Regions from separate parts of the Sus scrofa genome. Here region 2 is linked to region 1. The links are chromatin contacts, called in public Hi-C maps. All regions are on one chromosome and are shown on one strand. The core of a region is the stretch at or near the end of the contact, and the rest is flanking DNA. Distances in the headings are between cores, read along the strand shown. Region 1 overlaps MPZL1 (myelin protein zero-like protein 1). Region 2 holds the start of MPZL1 (myelin protein zero-like protein 1).

Evidence for each region. A called contact is a pair of places that touch in the nucleus more often than the background predicts.
Region 2: a Hi-C map of alveolar macrophages shows a contact between it and region 1, with 1.6 times the contacts expected there. The contact joins the promoter of MPZL1 here to the enhancer-like site in region 1. A contact is called at or near these places in 1 of 5 promoter capture datasets (liver) and 7 of 47 Hi-C or Micro-C datasets (alveolar macrophages, brain, embryonic fibroblasts and 2 more).

The regions. Positions count from the first base shown.
Region 1 is chr4:83,265,318-83,269,567 of Sscrofa11.1, reverse strand. The region is part of intron 1 of MPZL1 (myelin protein zero-like protein 1); the gene reads left to right. Among named protein-coding and RNA genes, the nearest start is that of MPZL1, 42 kb to the left of the region's middle. Within about 2 kb of position 2,102, at least 11 of the 83 cell types and tissues checked have an H3K27ac peak or open chromatin away from gene starts, as enhancers often do. A contact at or near this core is called in alveolar macrophages and liver, where this site is marked.
Region 2 is chr4:83,307,110-83,311,359 of Sscrofa11.1, reverse strand. It overlaps MPZL1 (myelin protein zero-like protein 1), which reads left to right and starts at 1,740. Exons shown (of 6, transcript XR_002343361.1): 1 at 1,740-2,027.

The DNA.
Region 1 (4,250 bases), core at 853-3,352:
GTTCCCAAGCTAGGGGTCGAATCACAGCTGTTTCTGCCCACCTATACCACAGCCACAGCAACGCCATATCTGAACCGCATCTGCGTCCCACACCACAGCTTACGGCAGCGCCAGATCCTTAACCCACTAATTGAGGTCAGGGATCGAACTTGCAACCTCATGGTTCTTAGTTGGATTTGTTTCCACTGCGCCATGTCAGGAAGTCCAAAGCTTAATTTATTAATATTTATGGCTCATTGAATAAAATATATTTTTGTAGCCTCCTGACTTTGTGTCCTCCAGCTGAGGAAGGTCCAGAATAGCCCTGATGCCTGGCAGAATGTAGCCCATGTCAGCTGCAGGGTGGCCCAGTGCTGAGATAGGCTGGAGGCCTCTGACCCGACACCGGCATTGTTTCCACTCACACATACCATCAATTGGCTTTCCTTATCCAGCCTGAGTATGGGAGTCACAGCTGCACTGGGAGGGAGCTGTGTGCTGGATGCTTTCAGTGGAGCATTTGGGAAGTAAAGAAGTAAGTCTGGGAGTTCCTGTCGTGGCTCAATGGTAATGAACCTGACTGGTATCCATGAGGATGTGGGTTCAATCCCTGGCCCCACTCAGTGGGTTAAGGATTCGGAGCTGCTGTGAGCTGAGGTCTAGGTTGCAGACACAGCTCAGATCCCACGTGGCTGTGGTGTAGGCTGGCAGCTGCAGCTCCGATTTGACCCCTAGCCTGGGAACGTCCATTTGCTGCAGGTGCAGCTGAAAAAAGACAACAAAAGAAAAGAAAATCTCTTAGCATCTACTGACATCTCTGCAAAATTTGTTTTTATTATGAAGTATAAAATATATACAAAAGGCTGTGTGGGTGGGTGTTTTCTTGCACACGTGTGTGGTTTGCAGAATAAAATGAGGTCCCGTGCCCTCACTACCTAAGCTAGGAAATTAAACATGACCAGTAGTGTGTGTTACTTGCATCCTGTCCCCTCTACCCTGTTTCAGTCATAACCAGTAACCTGAATTCTGTGTTCAGTTTTCTTTCCCGTCCTCTTTTTCTGTCTGTTTGGCTGCACCTGAAGCATATGAAAGTTCTACAGGCCAGGGATTGAACCCACACGAACCCACACTACAGCAGTGACAACACCAGATCCTTAACTTCCTGAGCCACCAAGGAATTCTTTTACCTTTTTAGAAGGTCTTATTCTTCTAGGGCATATAACAATATCAGGCTATCAGTGTGTACCAACCACAAACAAGAGATAGGCTGAAAAGCTGAATAAATTGCGTGGTTATACTTTTTCAAAGAGGAGAATAGACTGGTAACATCAAAGTGCTTTAAACAAATTAAAAGCCTTTCAATTTTCAAGCAAATCCTTAACAAGCTCTGTTAAAAGGGTAAGGTTTTTACAAACTAGGTTACTACACCTAGACCCAGCAATAACATGACAAGGAATTGCTGTAGCCAATAAAGTGAAACCACTGTTTTTTTAAACCAGGTCGTGAAACTATTTGTTCATTCATAATAATGCTTCGCCGGTGTATTTAAAATGATTTTGTGGTTTCAGAGTTTGCATTTACTGGAGTAAGGTCATCTTGACATGTTCCTTGGAAGATACTATTGACACTATCACTTTAGTAATTCAAAGTATTGAAATAGATCCCATTAGGAAATAGCCTCTTGAGCGGACCATTCTTGAATTTGCTTCTTTCTTTGGAATTGTGATGGATGTTTTTTATGTATTTTGTATTTGCCCTTCATTTTCCCCTAAACTGTTCGGGTTCCCCATCCAGAATGGAAGAATACCAAGTTTTAGGTATCCTATTTGACTACTCTAGAAATGACCCTTAGTGAGTAGATTTCACAAGCTTTTTGATTACTTGTCAAATGATTTTGCAGGCTTTTTTATTTGAATTGATCTCCTACTTTGAGGGTTATTGCCACATCACTGCCAAATGGTCCTTTTGGGCAATGTGGTGCATTTTAGAAATTTATTTCCCAGGGCATGCCAGAACAAGAAGTTGTTTTTGTTTATTTTCTTGCCTTTTGAACTCTAGTGTGGCTTAGCACAATTCCTTTCCCCTGAAGAAGGCGAGCTCTGCTCCCATGACCATTCTGAAGTTTATCTGTAAGTTAATATGTAACTCAGAGTCATAGAAACATGTCTGTAACTTAATCTTTTTTTTTTTTTGCTTTTTAGGGCCACGCCTGCAGCACATGGAAGTTCCCAGGCTAGGCAGAACTGTTGCTGCCAGACCACACCACAGCCTCGGCAATGCAGGATCCTTAACCCACTGGTCGAGGCCAGGGATTGAACTTATGTCCTCATGGGTACTAGTTGGGTTCATTACTGCTGAGCCATGATGGGACTTACGATACTTAATCGTTTCATTTCATTTCTATATTTTTATTCCTGAGGCAGTTTGTTTTTCCAGGACTCAGCAGCAGACTTTTTGACCTCATCTGAGTTTTTAAAACTAAAGAGTTAATACTTTACACAGTGATTTTTTTTCTTTTTAATTTTTTTTTTTTTTTTTTTTTTCTTTTTAGGGCCACATCTGCGGCATATGGAGGTTCCCAGGCTAGGGGTTGAACCTGAGCTATAGCTGCTGGCCAACGCCACAGCCACAGAGGATCCGAGCCATATCTGCAACCTACACCACAGCTCACGGTAATGCCAGATCTTTAACCCACTGAGCAAGGCCAGGGATCGAACCCAAGTCCTCGTGGATGCTAGTCAGATTCGTTAACTGCTGAGCCACGATGGGAACTCCCTTTTTTGAAAAAATTTTATTGAAGTATAGTTGATTTATAATGTTGTGTTAATTTCTGCTTTTCACAGTGATTTTTGTCACTATACCATAGTTGTAAATCTGAGGCCTAAAAGAAACCTATTTAATATCTTATTCAGACTGGAATTCCAGTCTTACAGTGTCAGGGGATGCTGTGGATAGAACAGTAATTTCTCTGCATCTCAGTGCTCTTTATATTTGCATTTTTAAACTACTTTAGCCCCTTAAAGCTCTCTTTTATGACTCTGAAGATGAGCCATCTGAATTCCACAATAATTTACTGTGTACCTCCATAATACCCCTAGTCACGTTAAAAAAAAAAAAAAAAAAAAGACTGGACAAAGCAAACCATTCCCAATTGTTTCTGCAGCCAGTGAACTCATCTCTTGCTTAGGCTACATGGAATGTAGTCTGAGAGGGAGGTCTCTGTTTTTATTTTTCTCCTTTCCCCACACAGGAGACACTTTCTAACCAGGTGTTATTCATGCTCACTGACATTGATCGGAAACTGCTGTAAGCACTTTGGGCTTCTGTTATGTGCTTGGTAGCCACATGCAATTTTAAGTATGGGGCTTTCCTGCAACTTCCCCCTGAGGTCGGCTGTGCAGAGCATCTGACTTCCAGCAGTTCACAAGGTTGCTAATCTTCTGTTGTGGCATCACCATTTCCCGTCTCCCTGTCCATAGCCTCCTCTGTGCTGAGGGCACTCAGGACAGGCAGAGAAGCAACAGGGTGACGGGGTGGCTGCTCAGCATGTTTGGAGTGCAGGCGAAGATGAGGTCTTAGAGGTGGCCGGGGATTTCTGGGCCACTCTGAGGACTCAGACATGATCCTGGCTGATGTGGGGAACTCTTGGTGGATTTTGAGTAGTGGAGCAATAAGATCTGGCTTGAATTTAGCAAGATCTCTGTGGACTCTCTGTGGATTGGCTGCATTTAAGTGGGTGAGAGTGGAGGCAGAAACACTGTCTTAGGATGTCACTCAGATAACTGAATGAAAGATGATGGTGGCGTAGACCAAGATGGTGACACTGAAAGGGCAGGAGAGAGCCACTTCTAGATAGGTTTTTAGTAGAGACACAGGTTTTGTGATGGCTTGAAATTAAGTTAGGAGAAAGAGAGGTGTCCAGAGTTTTGGCTTCAGCCACTAGAAGGCAGGAATTGTCATTTACATGGAGAAGACCATGGAAGGGCAGGTTCGGGGGTGGGAATCATGAGTTCAATCTGGGCATATTAAATTTAAGATGCCAGTTAGATCCAAGTGAAGTTGTTGGGTATAACATATGTATACGTACGCACATATGTGATGTGTGTGGTACAGGGTCATCAGTATTTAGCAGGTACTTAGAGCCCTAAAACTACTCACCAAGAGAATGACTAGATAAGAGGTCAGAGGGATGCCCTGGGAATTCCCAGCATATAGAGGTCAGGAGAACTAGACAGGTAATGAGATGAGAAGAGAATTAAAAGGGAGCAATG
Region 2 (4,250 bases), core at 491-2,990, 42 kb before region 1:
TCCACCTCAAATGCTACATCCTCTGTGCATCTTTTCCAGACACCTCATGGGCCAGTGGTTCTCAGAAGAGAGAATATGTGTGTTGAGATACATCACAGTCAGTGGAGAAGCTTTTCACATTACATGTGTTTTTGAGAACCTCATTGTCCCTGCTGGCCTTAGGTCTCTCCTTTATTTGATCTCATAGAGCATGAAAAAAAATCTCATTACGTACTTGCTTGCTACACTGACTAGTAGACTGTGCTTCTTCAGAGTAAAGTCTAGGTATTGTACATCTACAGCACATAGTAGTTGCTCACTTAATGCACTTTTTTTTTTCTTTTTGTCCTTTGAGGGCCTCATATGGAGGTTCCCAGGCTAGGGGTCAAATCGGAGCTACAGCTGCAGGCTTACACCACAGCCACAGCCACAGCCACATGAGATCCAAGCCATGTCTGCAACCTATACCACTGCTCACTGCAACGCAGAATCCTTAACCTACTAAGTGAGGCCAGGGATCAAACCTGAGTCCTCGTGGATGCTAATCAGATTCATTTCTGCTGAGCCACGATGGGAACTTCCTTAATGCACTTGTATATTAGTATTCTTTCCAACCTATGGCATTCCAGAAACACTTCATAAGGTCATGCTGAGTGAGAAATAGATTGAAATGGTCCCTCTCTCTCTTTGTAGTTTTCAGTTTTCTCTCACTAGTGCTAAAGTAATTATTATGAGTTTGTGGTACTGCAAGGCTAGCAGGCTAAAACAGCAACAAATCAGGAGAGGTGTTACTAAGATTGACTTTAGACAAAATCCTGAAATGAGAGGCTGCATTTAGGTCCTCTCACCACGCTCTTCCCCCACTCTCTCCTAACTGCCTAGTACTTGTTTTCCTCACTCACACTATTGGCCTCCTATCTGGGTTTTTCCTTTTCTTCCTTCACCATCATCTTTCTTGTGCTCTTGTCTCATTTCTCTCTTTCATGGGCTACTCTCAGAAGGACCCTTCCAAACACTTTATTTACTGGGCAACCAATAAGTTGCAGACATTGTCCTGGGCCAAGATAACCAAGTGGAGCCGGCTCAGGCAAGGCACTTCCGAGTCAGGGTGGAGAACTAACCAATTTTTTATTGATAAATTAAGGGACATTTTGTTGATAAAAGCAAAACAAACAAACCCCCCATTCATTTGTGCTCTAGGTTGCAGGAAAGTGTTCTCAGTTCCTGACCCTTCTTAAACCAAAAGGAGGGCCTCCTAAGAAGGGAGTCAGACAAGATGGAGACTTCTTTTTAAGCTAGTAGATTTTTCAAATTGCAACACATAAATTATCTGGTCCAGGCAAAGGACACGCCTCGGGAAGCAGGGCAAGCGGGGAAACGAGTTCTATCTGGAAGTCTGAATCAGAAGTCTCTCCCCATTGTACCCTAATCCTTCTTTTCTTTTTCTTTTTCTTTTTTTAATTTAGTAAATGAACTGCTTCTTTAGGTGAGGCTCAGAGAAACGGAGAAGAGCTGAAACAGGCGAGGACAGATAATGAGATCTGGGGGGTTGGACCCTTAGAGAGGCAGAGGAGAAAGGCAGGCGGCAGCCACGCAGGCAGGCAAAGGGCTTGGCGGCGGTTCCCTCGGACAGCCGAGGACCTCCAGCGCCTGGATAAGGAGCCAGGGTGGGACTGAGGGGGGCGGGGCTACACCTGGGGGAGGGGTGATGGACAGTAAGTGCCTTCCAATCCCGTCCTTCAAAGGGCGCGGGGCAGGCCAATGAGCAGGCAGCTGGAGCCGAGGCCGCGGCGGAGGGCTGGCTGGCTGCGCCTGGGGCCGCGAGCGGGGAGCGCGGCGTGGAGGTGCCAGCGGACGCGGGTGGCGGCGAGTCAGGCTCCTTCAGCCCCGAGCAGAGCTAACCACAGTGGGGACCGGGGCCCGGGGGTGCGGCGGCTGCGGCTGCAGCGAGAGGACGATGGCAGCGCCCGCCGGGGCCAGGGCACTGATTGCAGCCCCAGACCGCGGGCGCTGGCTGTGGTCGGTGCTGGTGGCGGCGCTCGGACTCCGTGAGTGTTGCGGTGGCGGCGGGGGCTTGGGGCAGGGTGGCGGGCCCTGAGCTTGAGGGGCGCTGAGGTGGGGAGGGGGCGCGGCCTACGCGCTCTGGGGCTGGGGGAACCGAGCCGGCGGGCGGGGACCGCGGGCCCCGCTACGGGCAGAGGAGGCGCGGAGCTTCTTTCTTCTTCCTCGGTCCCTGCGTGAGGAGGAAGGGGGAAAAACTCCCTACCTTGCTCACTCCTGGGGGAATCTGTCTGGAGAGCAGGCCCGACGGGCGGCTGCATCGCACCCTCGCTGATTCGCCCACCTTCTCCGCATGGTGACTTTGGGTCGCCTGGGCCCGCCTGGAATTCCGGTTCAGGAACCCGGGCTTCTGGCGTTCTCCACCTTTGGGAGGTGGCGGAAGGTTGCAGGTTTTTCATTTGTAGGGCCTTTGTTGTTTGTTCCTCTGTTTTAAGCAATTTTTTTTTTTTTTTAACCTCGTAAAGTACCCATTTTTAAGCCTCTGAGATAGAAGAGTCCCGGAGCTTAATTTGGCTTATCTCTGGGGTCTGCAGAGCACCAAGAAGAAATTTACATTACTTTTGGGTGAGAATGCAGAGTTGGAAATACCACTGGAATGACCTGGTTTAAGAGTTCGGGCAAATCCATAATCATTCGAGACATCGTCACCATTTTTTGACAAGACATAGGACATTAAAAGGCACATTTTTCTTTTATCCAAAAAAAAAATCCTTTTTTTCCTTGCTAGATTTCGTGAGTGAGGCATAAGGTAAACCTGAGACTGGACTGATTGAATTGGATGAGTTCTTTTAGGGATATCCGCAGTCCCCCATAGGCGTTTGTGTGTGTGTTGTTCAAAGCAGAGTACTTGTTGCTGTCTGAGAATGTGGTTAAGTAATGGTTATAAAGAGGGCCAACTCCTAAGAACCCATGGAGACTTGTTCATTTCTTTTGTTTTGCAAAATGTCAGTTGCCTCACAGTATCTGAACATGAGTATACTCAGTAATTAGTTTCATGGAAAAGTCCTTAATGTAATCTTTGGAAAATATCTTTTTTTTTTTTTTTTTTAATGGCTGCACCCACAGCATATGGAAGTTCCCGGGGCAGGGACTGAATCCCAGCTGCAGCTGAGGTTGCATCTGGGGCAATGCTGGATCCTTTAACCTACTGCACCTGCGGGGGGATGGTACCTGTGCCTCTAGACACCAGGGCAGCTGCAGCTGATTCTTAATCCACTGCACCAGGTAGGAAATGCCAGGAAAAATAACATTTAATGAATGGTTCCATGAACTATAAAGTCTAATTGTAAAAGTCCCCCACCCTGTGGAGATTGATAGGTGAAGATGTACTTTGTACATATAAGACAAAATTCATTATGTATAAATGTCTCTTCTGAGGTTTGTTTTTTTTGTTTGTTTTGTTTAAATAAAAGGGATTTCCCATTGAGGCTCAGTGGAAACGAATCTGACTAGCATCCAAGAGTATTCAGGTTTGATCCCTGGCCTCAATCAGTGAGTGGGTTAAGGATCCAGCATTGCTGTGGTGTGTACGCTGCAGCCAAAAAAAAAGAGAGAGAGAGATTGTTGGAATAACATCTGCACACACCTTGGACATACTTAGCCTTTCAGTAATGAAAGATGAATGCTAATATGTGAAAGTCTGCAGCTAATGTTATTGGTTAATTTTAGAAAACTATTGAATGTTTCTTCTTGCCAGGTTATCTTTTCTTGTTCTGGATACTGTACATAACAGTTCGTGTTTTATAGACTGTCTTCTTGAGTTTGACCCAGATACAGTTATTTAGCAAACATTAAGCAGTTTTTAAGTATTAAGCACCAGAGGTATTCTATTAAGGACAGTCCCTGGCCTCACATAATTTACACATGTGGGAGAACCAATGAGATGAGCAATTGAAGTCTTTCCTTAATGGTTTGCTGTGAAAGTACTAAGGGGAGTCATCATCTCAGTTTAGGCTGCTAGAAAAAGGGATGCCTAAGCCAAGTAGGCATTGGGGGAGGAAACAGGATATGCAGAGTCATGCATGAACCTGTTAGTAGGTCATTGTGATGGGAGGTTGGAGAGTATAGGAGAGATGGTAGGGGTTGAGGCAGGAAAGCCAGTCAGAGGCACTAACTCACAAGATTTTGCTTTTTTTTTTTTTTTTTTTTGGTCTTTTTAGGGCTGTACCCATGGCATATGGAAGTTCCTAGGCTAGGGGTCCAGTTGAAGC